2 separate regions of the Ovis aries genome follow, and region 2 is linked to region 1. Evidence: chromatin contacts called from public Hi-C data. All regions are on one chromosome and are shown on one strand. The core of a region is the stretch at or near the end of the contact, and the rest is flanking DNA. Distances in the headings are between cores, read along the strand shown. Region 1 holds the start of MYO1D (myosin ID). Region 2 overlaps MYO1D (myosin ID).

Region 1 (2,975 bases), core at 416-2,915:
ACCATGATAGGTGAAAGCAAAAACAACAACAAAAAGTAATACAGAAGAATCTTGGAGATTATTATTTCACAAATTAGGAAATTCAGACATGCATACTGGCTCAAAGTCCTTTGCAGCGGTGGGTGAACACCAGTTTGCGTCCCTGCTCCTTACTATGGCACATAATGAAGCCTGGCTAAGAGCAGATGATGACTACACAGATTGCAATTTTGAAGGTTAAAAAAGTTTTAAAAATTCTTCAAGTTAACACCGGAATTTATGCTGAGAAGTGGGATTAGTTAAGCATCCTAACCTAGATTAAGATTTTCACAAACTCAGCACAGCACAGCATGGAGTTATACTCAAATCGTACAAGAAATGGGATCAGGACTTTCAGGAAACACACACACACACTCTTCCCCCTAAAAACTCAGTTTTGAAACTCCATTACTGTAATTTTTTTTTAAGCCAAACTACTTTAAAGCTCTGCTTACATATATTACTCTCTCAGGAGTGTAATAACCACACGTAAAAGCCTTTCGAAAACAAATTCGCCCTGGAAGCCCATTCCGGGGCGTTGAGTTGTGACTACATTCTCAAGGATGTTAGTAACACAAGGGCTCCATCCACAACTCCTTGAGGAAGAAAAAAAAAAAACTGAAACCATGAATGCCTTGTCAAATTCAGACAGTTTATCTTGGCACTGGCAAGCAGAGCAGTCTCTTCGATGTCTGGAAACGTGTCTAATTACGTTTTTAGAGAGTAACTAAAAAATAGCCAGTGTCCCGGAACAGACGGCTCAGGGATCACTCCATAGCATCCTGAATGACGTGATGGAACCACGCCAGGAAAAGATAAATAAAGGAGAAGACGAAAGCGAAAAAGAACCAACTGTGAAACCACGATGAGACCCCCAGTCTCTCTGCAAAACAACCCTCCAGTCTTCCCAGGGGCTTGAGGCCGCCAGGACTCTCCCGAAAGTTTTTATTTCCCTTTACTTTTGTTTCCATTAGGTCACCCGGCCCGCCCACAGCATTTACCTGGGGGCAGTGCACTAGCCTGCCCGGCCCCAAGCGCAACCTCCAGCTCGGCACACCCCCGATACCCACCCTTCCGTCCGGACGGCACCCAAGGACACCCCTTACTCTGGAACGCGCAGCCCCGGAGCTCGGCACGCCCCTTCCACTCGGATGCGACCGCACCCCGGTATGCAACCAGCGAGCTTAGCGGACCCCGGACACCCCCCGCCGCACCCCGAATCCGGCCACACGTCCAGGGCGCCCCCTCTCGGAAAGGCGCAGGCTCGCGGCACTGCGCACGGCCGCTCCGCCGCCCTCACCTGAGCCGGAGGTTGGCCATGAACTCGGGCATGGAGACGGTGTCCATCAGCACGAAGTCCGCCTTCCCGAACTCCAGGCTCTCCTGCTCCGCCATGGCGCCGGCGCACGGGCTCAGGTGGGCGCGGACGGACTCAGGTGGGCTCGCTCGGACGGCGCGGGGGGCCGGTCCCCGGGGCGAGCGGCGAGCTCGGGCGGGGTCGGGGCGGGGCGCGGGGACGGGGGCTCCGTGGCCACTCGGAGGGATCTGGACCGGACGGAGGCCGCCCCGCGGCTCCTCGGCGCGCTCTGGGCCGGCGCGGCACACCCGGCAGTTTCCGCTTCTCCCGCGGCGGCGGCCCGGCGCTGTGGGGGGACGGGACAACGAGACGGAGACGGCGGCGGCTGGTCCCGCCTCTGGCCTTGGTCTGGCCCCCGCCCCGCCCCGCCCCGCCCCGTCCTGTCCCCGCCTCCCGGCCTCCCCTCCTCCCCGCCCCGCCAGCCGAGGAGCCGCCCCCGCCGGGGCGCAGGCCGCCGCCTCCTCACCTGGGCGGCGCGCACGCGCGGGGCAGCCGGCGGGGGCGCGCCCCGGGCCCGGGCCCCGGCGGCGGGGCGGCAGCGCCCTCTGGGGACGGTCGCTGGGCGCTCAGCGGGGCGGTGCCGAGGAGTGCGGACGTAGGAGGTGGGTGGAATCAAGTTTCCAGGATTGCTGCCTCCCGCCCGGGGCTTGGTTCAGTTCAGTCACTCAGTCGGGTCCGACTCTTTGCGACCCAAAGGACTGCAGCACGCCAGGCTTCCCTGTCCATCACCAACTCCCGGAGCTTACGCAAACTCAAAGTCCATTGAGTCGGCGATGTCCTCCATCCATCTCATCCTCTGTCGTCCCCTTCTCTCGCCTTCAGTCTTTCCCAGGGATTTGGTAGATGCCAACAAAGTTAACAAAAGTAGCTCGTGGAGCTTCTCACGTGGATGATTCATGATGATTCTGACACTCGGCTGCGATGCTCTCTCCTGATCTGCCCACATCCTCTCCATCCTTCAAATGATGGTTCACATTCAGACTGAGGCAGTAATAGTAATTAGCTTGTTGAGGGGACCAAAAGTGCTCAGAGTTTTTCTGAGGGACTTAGAGAAGTTAGTTACTTGCCACAGGCTGCTTAAGTGGTGGGGAAGCTGCAATTTCATCCAGGTCATTTGACTTTTGAGCCCCAGCGTTTAGCCACCTGGCAGATTGCTTTCCTTCTCGGTGTTCCCTGATCCATTTTTCTCTTCCACCTGCCTAAGAGTGGCTTTCCACTTGGCTCAGTGGTAAAGTGGTAGCCTGGGTGGTAGCGTGGCTCAGTCTCCACCTGCCAATGCAGGAGATCTGGGTTTGATCCCAGGGTCGGGAAGATCCCCTGAAGGAGGAAATGGCAACCCACTCCAGTATTCTTGCCTGGAAAATCCCATGGACAGAGGAGCCTGGCAGGCTATAGTCCATGGGGTTGTGAAGAGTCAGACATGACTAGCAACTAAACAAAACAATGACAACTCAGCTTGTCATCAAGTATTACCTTATATTGTTGTTTTTCATTTATGTATCTTCTCCCTGAGATTATTGTAGGCTTCTTGAGCATGGGATGGTGTCTGAAATGTTTCCGTCTCCCCCTTGGCACCCACCAAGGAGCTGTTGTATGGCCT
Region 2 (3,003 bases), core at 386-2,885, 98 kb before region 1:
CACACATATAAGAGGCTAAAAATCCACTCTGTATATGTATGTGACAGGTACATAACTGCGTGCGTGGACTTCAGTCATGTCCAACTGTGTGTGATCCTATGGACTGTACCCAGCCAGGCTCCTCTGTCCATGGGATTCTCCAGGCAAGAATACTGGAGTGGGTTGCCATGCCCTCCTCCAGGGGATCGGCCCAACCCAGGGATCAAACCCACGTCTCTTATGTCTCCTGCATTGGCAGGCGAGTTCTTTACCACTAGCACCACCTGGGAAGCCCATATATAACTGTACATAAATATATTTTGTAAATGATTACATGAGCATGGAAAAATATGGAAGGCTGCATCATGTTATGTCTTACGTATTTTTAGACACATATAGTAGGGTGATGAGGAGGAAGGCCATGTGGGCAGCTAGAAGAAAGCCAGAGGAACTAAGAAAAGAAAAAAGAGTAAAAAACCCCCCAGCACACATGATATGACTCCAACTGTGCAAAATTATGCATCTATATCTGCAGAGAAAAAAATTCAACATAAAATTTAGAAAACCCGTATATATTTACCACTGACACATTAATTCATACTTATAAACACATATAAAGCCAATACCTTATGGACATTTCTACGCAAGTGGCTGGCACGACATACTCCACCTGCCGAGAGGCTCACACAGACAGAGCTCATGTCCAAGAGCTGGAAGAAGGGAGTGCCAACATGGGAGGATGCTGGTCCACAGTGGCTGGGTCTCTGCACAGTCCTGCTGTCGAGTGAGTGCAGCAAGGCAATAACTAGAGCCTAACGAGAGACCAGAGGGCAAGACCCTTAAACTCCCTTTGCACTGGAATGAAGGCTGTCGGCTATAATTAGGAGTGGAAACAAATACGCTGATAATGTCAGCAATAAATTAATACCACGATTTTTATCAAGCAATTGGTGTATGCTTAAATGAGAGTTATTGGCAACTTTAAGGTTTTCTGTGCCTTCTTCTCCTGTGGTTTTCCTATGCATTCTTCCCATTGTTGGACAGAAAGCTTCTGTGGTAGCTAAACGCACCAACCCTGGAGTCCTTGATACCTGGGTCCAAAGGTTCACATCGCAAATTTAAGAGCCGAGAGACTGTGAAAGCTGCTTAACCTCCACAAGTTTCAGCTCCTTCACCTATAAAATGGTGATAATTATATCCTTCCCTCCCTCCAGCACTGAGTAAGTACTTAAAAAAAAAAAAAGGCAATTAATCTTATGCATCCAATTATGTTCTGCATGAAGGAGATTTTTAATAAATGCTTTTATTTTATTAACATTGCTCCTAGAAGCACAGCCATCCCCCCACATGAGGAATTAATGCAGTGATCATAATCTGATTCCCTGCCTCAGCTGTCAATCAACATAAGTAACAAGGAACATGTCCACATAACTCACACTCAAAGACCCACAAAAGCAAGGAGCAGCTAAGATTCACCGCTCAAGCCTTTCTGGTTTAACCTGTATGTTTGAAGGACACACTCAACAGCTTTCTTCAAAGATAAGAACTCAAAGGACAAAATTCTTTCGTTTAAAAAAAACATCGTCCAAACAGAAAAAACAGAGAGAAGGAGGAGGATGTTAGGAAAAAAATATTACCTCATGAGTCTGGAACTCTGTGACTAAGAGAGAGCAAATAACATATGAGATTAGAATGTTGTTCTAAGATTCCAGGTCTGTCCAACCCTGTACTTCCTCTGAAATTCCATTTTATTTCAAATAGAATGTCTTGTTCATTAAAACTTGAGAGCATCTTTGTAAAACGCAATATATGAAACTTCCAATGCTAGCTATGAAGTTGAAGACAGTGGCTAAGGCTGAACAAGATACGACGTGAAATACACTTCAGGAAGCGTTTGGTGATGAATGATGAAACCTTCCATTTGGCCAGGTATTAAAACCACCACTAGATGGTGCCAACACACGCCTTAACACCAACCCGAGAGCTCCACTTGTTTTGGAGAGCCGCAGGGTATGAAGTCTGCCAGCACTGAAGGTAATCCTCACCACCCTGGTTGTCTCCAGGAGGAAAGGCAGTAATTATCCTCGATGACACATGCCTGACACCATCTCTTTTGAGAGACCAAGGAAGGCATTTCTACGATCTCTGTGTGCAAACCTTTGATGATAAACTTTTATCATTCATTCTATCTGAAATATTTCACGTTTCAGAAATTTTACAGTTCATTATTCAAATATCAACTTTGTGCCAGGCGCGGGACCTGACTCTGGGGATTAAAAAAGGAATAAAGAACAGGGAGTGAGTGAGTGAGTGAAAGTCGCTCAGTCGTGTCCGACTTTGTGACCCCATGGGTATAGTCCATGGAATTCTCTAGGCCAGAATACTGGAGTGTGCCTTTCCCTCCTCCAAGGGATCTTCCCAACCCAGGGATCGAACCCAGGTCTCCCGCATTGCAGGCAGATTCTTTACCAGCTGAGCCACAGGGGAAGCCTGAAGAACAGGGAAGTATTGTAAATAAATAATAATGATAGAGTGTGAGAATTAAGATACTACAAGCATGTACCATGGTGGCAAAGGTGATCACAACGAACGCCTTTTGATATGGAACCCTGAAGGGTAATATACAAACCACAGCAGGGCACACGTGTGTTCTGGCCTCCATGATTCTCTCCGTTTGACTCTCCCAACTCCTTGCAACACTTCCACCCACCCACCCAGCCCCTGTCACTCTTGCTGTCACACTAATGAGCTATTTACAGTCCCCAGGGCCACCAGGCCTGCATGGTTTGTCCATGGGGTCCATTCTGCCTAAATACCTTTCTCCACCTGTCTCTTTCCATCGTATTCTTAGAGATTCCTACTCCTTCAAAAGTCCAAGCATCAGCTCCTGTAAGAAGCCATGGTACCCTATCTCCGACTCTAGGACTATATGGTCTTTGCTCTGTTCACATTTCTTCCCCTTTTGAAACTTCCCAAATAGTGAAAACAGCTTAACAGCAATTGATTTTTAAAACAATTATTAAA

Evidence for each region. Hi-C and Micro-C count contacts between places; a contact is called where the count stands out from the background.
Region 2: a Hi-C map of liver shows a contact between it and region 1, with 7 times the contacts expected there. The contact joins the enhancer-like site here to the promoter of MYO1D in region 1. A contact is called at or near these places in 10 of 16 Hi-C or Micro-C datasets (hypothalamus, liver, mixed tissues and 5 more).

What each region holds. Positions count from the first base shown.
Region 1 is chr11:17,083,323-17,086,297 of ARS-UI_Ramb_v3.0, reverse strand. It overlaps MYO1D (myosin ID), which reads right to left and starts at 1,665. Exons shown (of 22, transcript XM_015098505.3): 1 at 1,319-1,665. The coding sequence starts at 1,413.
Region 2 is chr11:17,181,548-17,184,550 of ARS-UI_Ramb_v3.0, reverse strand. The region is part of intron 1 of MYO1D (myosin ID); the gene reads right to left. Among named protein-coding and RNA genes, the nearest start is that of MYO1D, 98 kb to the right of the region's middle. Within about 2 kb of position 1,635, at least 10 of the 54 cell types and tissues checked have an H3K27ac peak or open chromatin away from gene starts, as enhancers often do.